Regions from separate parts of the Gossypium hirsutum genome. Here region 2 is linked to region 1. The links are chromatin contacts, called in public Hi-C maps. All regions are on one chromosome and are shown on one strand. Each heading gives the region's core, a stretch centred on a gene start, on an enhancer-like site or on the middle of the called end of the contact. The rest is flanking DNA. Distances are from core to core; before and after follow the strand shown. Region 1 holds the start of LOC107888285 (short-chain dehydrogenase TIC 32, chloroplastic). Region 2 holds the start of LOC107888744 (tubulin beta-8 chain).

The links. A called contact is a pair of places that touch in the nucleus more often than the background predicts.
Region 2: a contact with region 1 is called in a Hi-C map of leaf, with 2.2 times the contacts expected there. The contact joins the promoter of LOC107888744 here to the promoter of LOC107888285 in region 1. A contact is called at or near these places in 9 of 34 Hi-C or Micro-C datasets (leaf, petal and seedling).

Annotation. Positions count from the first base shown.
Region 1 is chrA09:22,753,040-22,757,752 of Gossypium_hirsutum_v2.1, forward strand. It overlaps LOC107888285 (short-chain dehydrogenase TIC 32, chloroplastic), which reads right to left and starts at 1,869. Exons shown (of 8, transcript XM_016812343.2): 1 at 1,518-1,869; 2 at 248-479; 3 at 1-27. The coding sequence starts at 1,623.
Region 2 is chrA09:23,456,465-23,461,177 of Gossypium_hirsutum_v2.1, forward strand. It overlaps LOC107888744 (tubulin beta-8 chain), which reads left to right and starts at 2,049. Exons shown (of 3, transcript NM_001326752.1): 1 at 2,049-2,490; 2 at 2,905-3,174; 3 at 3,264-4,122. The coding sequence starts at 2,097. The coding sequence ends at 3,946.

The DNA.
Region 1 (4,713 bases), core at 619-3,118:
GGAGTTGCCATAATTCCTGCATTATTGCTGACAGCAAAGAAAACAAGTTTTATATTCTTGTTTAAATGATTGCCTAAAAAGACTATTGCAGGAAGTTGTTTAATCATGAATACATCGGTAAGCAGACTGGGAGTTGGAGATTGATGTCACAAATAGCAGATTTAACAAGCAGATGACTATAAACTTAGTCACTACTGTGGCTGGGAATTGATATATAAAAGGCTGCCCACTCTCATTGTCTACTTACATAAGGAGATTCAGAGGGTGACCTGAGGAGCTGAAATCTGCTGCAAATTTCCTCACAGATGCAATTGAACTGAGATCTAATTCCATTGTATCAACTTTAGCTGTTGGAATTTCCTTCACAATTGCTTCTTTAACATCTCTACCAGCAGCCACATTCCTGACCCCCATAATTACATGAACACCACGCAGAGCAAGAACACGTGCGGTTTCAGTGCCAATACCACTGGATGCTCCTATAATTACGTTCACCATGAAAGAGAAATTATGCTTGTTAGAAACATAAGAAAACGATTGAACCAAACAACTTATGCAACGTGTACATGGTTAGGATTAAGTACCTATCAAGCCAAAGCCAAGCAATAAATGATGGAACATGGCCAACAAACCAATACCTTTTTTCAATCAACATACCTAAAGGTCAAGGGTCTCATAAATGCTTACATCTGCATCCCCATGCAAGATTATAAGTTATACTCATCCTAAAGTTTGAGAAATCTGCAACCAAAGACCTTCAGCCACATCCCTAAAACACTGAAGTGTTGCCCCATGACAGCAATATTTCTACATAACCAAACAGATCAACCAGGAAGAATTACTGTCTTTGACTCATTATTTATGTCCATAGTCTGAAGAAGTCTGTGAACTTAGGTGGTGAGACCTGTGGCCTAGCATGACAAAGACTAGCAAAGGGTCTCAGTTTCAGGGTATGAAAATGGGAAAAGGGATAGTTTCCTTGTTTAACCTTACCAATAAGAGGAAGCAAGGTACACCCAACACTAAAGGCAGCTATGGAAGCTAAACTCATATGATATCAGAATGGCAAATTCCCCCTAATTTGGTTACCAGAATATCTATCAATGGCTACTGACCACACTATAGGACATCGCATCATCGTTGAACTGTAACATGCTTAAGTAGAATAATTAAAAAAGAAATAGAAATGTATTGGAATTGTTTACAGCTGAGAAAAAAAAATCACTTCCCTCATCTGGATCTCGTTTCACTGTTCATGCCAGAATCATGTGAGGAGCGAGGCCAAAGACAAAGATACAAACAAAGTAACAAACACAAACTAGGCAGAACAGAAACCATAAAATTTCTACTTCTCATATTCTCTATCAACATAAATTATGCATCCAAATGTCAAAGACTCAAAACAGAAACATCAGGAGAAAAAAAAAAAACTGCAAGAAAATTACATTACATGCGAGAAATAAGAACATAGCAAAATAGTTTCCTCACTGCATGCGAAATTTTAAAAGTCGATAAACCTGTAACAATGGCAGTGAGACCAGTGCCATCGATCCCCTGTGTAACTTCCTCAGCTGTGGAAGATGACGAAAACCCAGATGGCCCTTTTCTGCCAAACAGCCACATGTTTGTAAATAACAGACTCTTTACCTGTATGCAATAAGGGTCATTCACAAACTCCAAGGACTCTTCGACTGTGATTATAAAGACAGATTTGAAGTAGGAAATGTGTACGAGGAATGAGGGTCACACAGCCTTGAAGACAGTGAGTTGTGAAGTCTGTATTTTGCCAAGCCAACCTGACGTACGTTATCTAGACCCTACAACAATAGTTGCAAAATCATCATAAACGGCTGCGTTTCGGGGTGAACGTACTTATCTATCGTGAAATTAGCTTAATGAAAATATAAAAGCTTTCCCATTGCATTGTGAAGCCTTAATTGAATATTGAGTATGGGGGTCTACCTGTTCACACGTACGTACTATCAGCATTAAGACTCGCTCAAATTTTGAGAAAGTAAAAAATAAAAATATTAAATTTAAAAAATCAGTTTAGATAGAAAAAATTTAAATTCATTTAAAAAATAAATTAGACTCAAACATTTAAGGTTTAAGTTTGGTCTAACCTGTTTTCAAGTACATAATATTTTATATATATGCATTATGTAATTTATAACTTATAAATAAATAAAATTATACTAAATATATAATATTAGTCTAATATAAATATTAAAATAAATATATAAAAAATTTCAATAAATAAAAAATGTTAAATTAAAATAACATAATTTTTAAAAAAAATTAAAAATATAATATGAGTGATTTTAGATTTTGGTTAATCATTTGTAAATATTAGCGAGCTTTAACAAAATTTTAAACTTATATTTTAAATTAAGTAAAAATAAATTTAAACAAATATAAAATATATAAATATTATATTTAAATTTGACCCAAATCTAGGTAGACCATCCCATAAACACCTAATATTAAGTAATTGACAACTCAATAATGTGATGATTTTGTTGTCTTTTACTTTGTTAAAGAAAGAAAATGTCTCTGCCCATAATAACTAACTAATAATTAGAATAATAGTTTTAAAAAAACATTGAACATCTTTTTAAATTCGTTTATATAGAGTTCTTTTACTTCACTAGTCGTGGATATAATAATATTTGCTACCTTTAATACAGTTTTATTATTTTAAGCAGTGAAGCACGTGCTAATTTTGTGTGGTAAGTCATCTATTCAAGTATAAATACTATGTATGGTTTTGTCAATTTTCAAATTCGACAAATCAGTTCTTAAAAAAATTAATTTAGTCTTTATATTTTTTTGAAAGTGAGTAAATAAAAAAAATTCAATAACGGTGTTAATATATGATAATAAAAAATTAATTTATTCCTTACATTTTTCTTACTTGTGCTTTCATGTGTATTTTATTTAAATATGTTTTATTTAATTATTTTTTTCAATAATTTTCAATATTGTATTTGGTAAGCATTTTGTAAATATAAAGAATTAGTAATTTGGATAAAATTAAGTTAGTTTTCAAAACAATTGTTAACTTATTTAATTAGTAATGTAGAAAGCACTGAAAAACAAAGTTATTCCAATTTTTTTGAAACGAAAATTATCCCAATTTGTTTTTAAAATGATATTCTTTCGCAGATAAATTATTTTACTGACTCTTCTCATCCCATTATCTATTTTCATTTTTTAAATTTTTAATGATATTTTTTAAAAAAAATCATGTCATTAACACATAATTTTGGCAATTTTTTTACTAAGTACCTCAAACCCTGAACATAACCACCGAAGTTCAAACCATGAACCTAAACCTTAAACCCGAACCAAAACCCCAAACTTTAAATTTGAATCTCAAACTTGAACTCTAAACCCTAAACCTTAAGGGTTTAGAGTTCAAGATTTAGGGTTTTAATTAGAGTTTGAATTTGGAATCAAGGTTTGAGTTTAAGGTTTAGGGTATAAAATCAAGGTTCTGGGTTCGAGGTAAAAGAATTACCAAAATTATGTGTCAATGACATAAAAAATATTGAAATGTCATTAGATAATTAGAAAGGGACCATAGATGATATGGTGGGAAGAATCCATAAGATAATTTATCGTTTTTACATGATAAAAGTAATTTGAAAGTTCACGTGTTAATATTATAGATATGCCATGTGTCAGAAAAAATAAGTGTTGATGTTAGTTAGGGTCTTAAACCTTATAATATAATTATATTCTAGTTTTCTTTCTCGTACAATGCACAAGTTTATCGACTGTAGTGATTAATTTTTTTAAATGGTAATATATATATAACATTTTCTACTAATAGTGTAATAAAATTAAAAATATATTTTCTATAATCATATTTATTTATAAAATTAAATTTTGAAACATAATAATAATAAATTATTTTCTTTGATAATTATTTTCAAAATAAAATTATAATTATTTACATAAATTATTTGATTTTTGACTGAAAGGTGGGTTTCTTTAAGAACAAACAAGAAAATAATAGAGCCTATTTTTTAAATTTTAGTAAAGGAATTTCTTAATTTTTAAAAGGTTGGAAATAATGAGGACTTAAATTGTGATTTAGGAATGGACACCTTTAAATAATTTACAAAGCATGGATACCATTCGCAAAAATATAAATCTCTATTTTATTGCCTTAAAGTCCATTTTACATAATATTGGTTATTCTAATTGAATGAACTGGCATATTTTTTCTTGTTTATTTATTTTTAAAATCATTTTTTCAATATGTCATTAAAAGTTAGAAGCAAATTTATTATTTAAATAAGTAAATATAATGCTTATGATTAAAATAAATAATTTATATATATTCATTAATTTAAGAAAATAATCGTGTAATGATGACAATGTGCATTAATTAAGATTTGATTTTAATTATTATTTAAATTTATAAATATATAAATAAATTATTTATATTAAATTTTTTATTATTATTTAAAAATTTTATATATTTAGTAGTTTTATAAAATTAAGTTTGATCCATTAATATGACGTTTTTAATTATTAATTTTTTTTTCAATTTTATAAAGCCCGTGCATAACTGTGTATGTAATTTTAAGTATTTTAAATATTTAAAATTAGAAATTATTAATATTACTCAAATAAAATATTATAATTTTAAAATTATAATCTATTTTCAAAATAATAAAAATCGAGGTAAATAACACAATATAT
Region 2 (4,713 bases), core at 799-3,298, 700 kb after region 1:
AACTTATGCTTTTTTCTATTTTTAGTTAAAAAAAGATTTTTTTAAAAAATAATTGTATAATTTCAAAAAATATTTTAAATTATGGAGCTTACATTCGTTTAATGTATAAAATGTTAATCTGTCAACTAAAGACATTATTCACTAGGGGAAGCAAAATATTTTTTTAAGGGGTGAAATTAAATTATATATTTTTATAATAGTAAAAATATAATTTCATTATTTTAATAGCCTATATATTTATAATTTTTTAAAAAATAAATTAAAATTTTATCATTTTTAGGTGTTTAAATTGCAATTTTATCATTAGTAATTTAAAATTTTATAAATTATAAAGAAGCCTAAATAAAAAAAATCTATTTTAGAGGAGCCTAACCCCCTGCCAGCCCCCCTGGCTCTTCCCCTTCTATCTTTAAATATGCCACCTATGATTATTTTCTAAAAGCCTTATAATATGTATATATATATAATTTCTTGACGAAGTTGATATTATGAGTCAATTTATACTAATTTAATTAGGCAATAATTTAAAAGATTATTTTTTATAAATTATATTATATTAATATGAGAATATTTTTATCTTTTAATTTAAAAATGATAAAGAATGAGATTTATACTTAAAACATTGTAATTTGAAAGCATTTTAGAGTTGGTGTCATTAGTCAATCGAGGACTAACTCGGTTAGAGAAATTGTAAAAATGTCCTTCCATAATCGAAATAATTTATATTACTCGTATGTATTTTATTATTTTCATTTCAACAAAAACTAATAAAAATATGCATATGGTAAGATTTGAAGCTACCCCAATTAGATTAATAAAAGCTTAAATTTACTACTCAACTAAAACTTCATTTTTGATATATTGTATACATATTTATTTTAATATGCACAATTTATTACTTTCATAATTTGTATATCTTCACTTACTATTAATAAAATCCTTGAGTATGTTAATGTCATAAATCAAACGGATACTAATCCTATTAGAGAAATTACAAAAATGACCTTCTATATTAAAATAAATTATATTATTTGAGGCTAGTTTAATCTTTTTAATTTAAAAATAAAAATAAAACTATGCATGTCGTAGGATTTGAACCCACACCAATTTACTATGTATAATAATTTTCATACATTTTTATTTTAATATGCATAATTTACTACTTCCATCAGTTATATATTTAAATTTCTAAATTTCTTTTTACTCACAATTTAATTTATTTTTTGTCCATTTTACTTATAATTTATTATATGTTATTTTTAAACACATATCTATATTTTAAATATGTGGTTTTCGCATATATATACACACGTGTGTGATAGAATTTCTAGTATTTATAGTGCTATTTATTGAATTGATGTCACAAACTAACTCGAGATTAACTCACAATTGATGACAAAAACTTGATAAATAATTATAGTGCATTTAGTATTATTTATTTGATGTATTTACGTGTCTAAATTTTTTACTTATAATTTAATTTAAATTTTTTATTTTAGTATCATATATATTTTATATGTATTATTTATTTTATATTAATTTTAAATACATATTTATATTTTACATTTGTAATTGTTTTGGTAATAGGTGTGTGATAAAATTTCAAGTATGTTTTTGACAAATATCTTAATAAGAAAGAAAAAAAAAATGGAAAACCCAAACACGCCCTTCGCCTCGACGGTAGCCAAAGTGGCAGTCACATGGATCTCTCCCAAAATCACGTGGTCACACTCTCCACCCTCATGCTCACGCACAATAAAATCATCTGAAGACACACACTCGCATGATGGCATGATGAAAATCGCGCGTCATGTTCAACCCTATCAACTACGCGTAAAGATTTCGTTTTTCATTTAAACCCAGGGGTTATTCCTTTTTCCCGAAATTTTCAAAATTCGAAATATCCCCCTTTATTAAGCTTAATGGCCTCGTCAGCCGTCACGCACCTCCGTCAACCCTAACGGCAAGCACCACCTTCTGTCATCTCCTCCCTATATAATTCTTCTGTTTCCGTCTTTCATTTCAGAAAAAAAAAAAAAACCTCACTGAAAATTCATTTTCTTTGGACTTTCTCTGAAATCCGAGTCCTAGGAAAGATGCGTGAGATTCTTCATATTCAGGCAGGGCAGTGCGGCAACCAGATCGGTGCCAAGTTTTGGGAGGTGGTTTGCGCCGAGCACGGCATAGATTCAACGGGACGCTATCAAGGGGACAATGATTTGCAACTGGAGCGCGTTAACGTTTACTACAATGAAGCGAGTTGCGGGAGGTTCGTTCCACGAGCCGTCCTTATGGACTTGGAGCCTGGCACTATGGATAGTGTTAGATCCGGGCCGTACGGGCAGATTTTCAGGCCTGACAACTTTGTTTTCGGCCAGTCCGGTGCAGGGAATAACTGGGCCAAGGGTCATTACACGGAAGGGGCCGAGTTGATCGACTCAGTGCTAGATGTGGTGAGGAAAGAAGCCGAAAACTGTGACTGCTTGCAAGGTAACGTGTGTTTTAATAATTTTAAGCATGCTTTTTTTTTTTGGTTTGGATTTTTCAAGTTTAGAGTTAGATTAGCCCGTAGAAGAAGGATTTGTTGGCTTTACTTTTTCAAACTGTTGGTTTAACTCGTAAGTGGTTCTTTTATGTTACTTTCAGCATGGATCTGACAATTTAGGAAGGTTTTATGTGCTTGTTTAGTTTGAATTTTCAACTTATTAGCAAATTTCAAGTTTCGGAAGGAAGGTTCTCTATTTGGTTGCTCAAATAAATCTATATCATTCTCAATTCGAATATTATGCTTTTTAGGTGTGATTTAAAAATTTTGCGGAATCTATGATCTAGCTTTAGATTGGAATTTGCTTTCTTCTATTTCCTGACATCTAATGATTTGACAATCATTTTCTAATATTTCAGGATTTCAAGTATGCCATTCATTGGGAGGAGGAACTGGATCGGGCATGGGAACACTTTTGATTTCCAAGATCCGAGAAGAATACCCAGACCGAATGATGCTCACTTTCTCTGTGTTCCCTTCCCCTAAGGTGTCTGACACTGTTGTCGAACCTTACAATGCTACTCTCTCTGTTCACCAGCTTGTTGAGAATGCTGATGAATGTATGGTTTTGGACAATGAAGCTTTATATGATATTTGCTTCCGTACTCTGAAGCTCACTACTCCAAGCTGTACGTCAATCTTTTTCACGTTGCTGTTATTTCATATTTCAACTGTAAAAGGTCTGTTGATTTCATTTGTTCATCCTGATTGAATGCAGTTGGAGACTTGAACCACTTGATTTCTGCCACCATGAGTGGTGTGACATGCTGCCTTCGTTTCCCTGGTCAATTAAACTCAGATCTACGCAAGCTTGCCGTCAATCTCATTCCATTCCCTCGCCTGCATTTCTTTATGGTTGGCTTTGCTCCACTTACTTCTCGAGGGTCACAGCAATACAGGGCTCTTACTGTTCCCGAGCTCACTCAACAAATGTGGGATGCCAAAAACATGATGTGTGCTGCTGATCCTCGCCATGGGCGATACTTGACTGCTTCAGCCATGTTCCGTGGCAAGATGAGCACCAAGGAAGTCGATGAACAAATGATTAATGTGCAGAATAAGAACTCATCATACTTTGTGGAGTGGATCCCCAATAATGTGAAGTCTACTGTTTGTGATATTCCTCCAATTGGCTTGAAGATGGCCTCAACGTTCATTGGAAACTCGACATCTATTCAGGAAATGTTCCGCAGAGTAAGTGAGCAGTTCACTGCCATGTTTCGCAGGAAGGCTTTCTTGCACTGGTATACTGGGGAGGGAATGGATGAGATGGAGTTTACGGAGGCTGAGAGCAACATGAACGATCTGGTTTCAGAGTACCAACAATATCAAGATGCAACAGCTGATGAGGAGTATGATTATGAGGAGGAGGAGGATGAGGAGGAGGAACTCCAGGAATAGTAGTAGTGTGTGTTTCTTACTGTTTGCTTTCTTAACGTTTTGGAAAATGTTTCTGTTCTTTCAACCTGAATACCTTGTTTGGGTGTTAGAAATGTTGTTTCCTGGCTTATGTATTTTTGTTTACGAACATCTTTACATCAGTAGATACTAGACTCGTACGGATGCATATGGTTTTATATGGGATGTTGCTTTTTGGTAACTATGGAATTTGGTACTATAAATATATTAGAAATCACTCTTATGTTATGGTAATGTAGAGAGAGAGAGTGAAGTCACCCATCCCATCTCATTTTTGTGTGATCTTCTGTAACTCTCATTGAGAGAAACAGTGATTTGCCAAAATTTGATCCTTTTTCATGGGAACGATTGCACAATTTATCCGTAGGCATCCGGTTGATATCATTACAGGATTTCATAAATCATAATCGCCAAGGGCACAAGTTATTTTATTAGTTAGTAGTTCTGATTTGGTCCGTTTTATGATTAATGATTTTATAAAATATTGGATATTAGGATCAAGCTAACGAACAAGAAAAAGTGGATACATACTTTTTCAGATGGCCCCTTTTTACTTCGTTATTGTCGAGGCTTTGAGGAAACTGAAGTCTCTTCGGTTGAGGATAGGTTTGGGTTAATTTGAAGTTTCGTACAAAGAAATTAGGTCCTATGGTTTATATTCGATACTTAAAAATTACGCCTTTTGTTATGTAATAGATTAAACAAAAAAGAAAATGGGTGAGAAAAAAGTATGATATTTTATCAGGAAT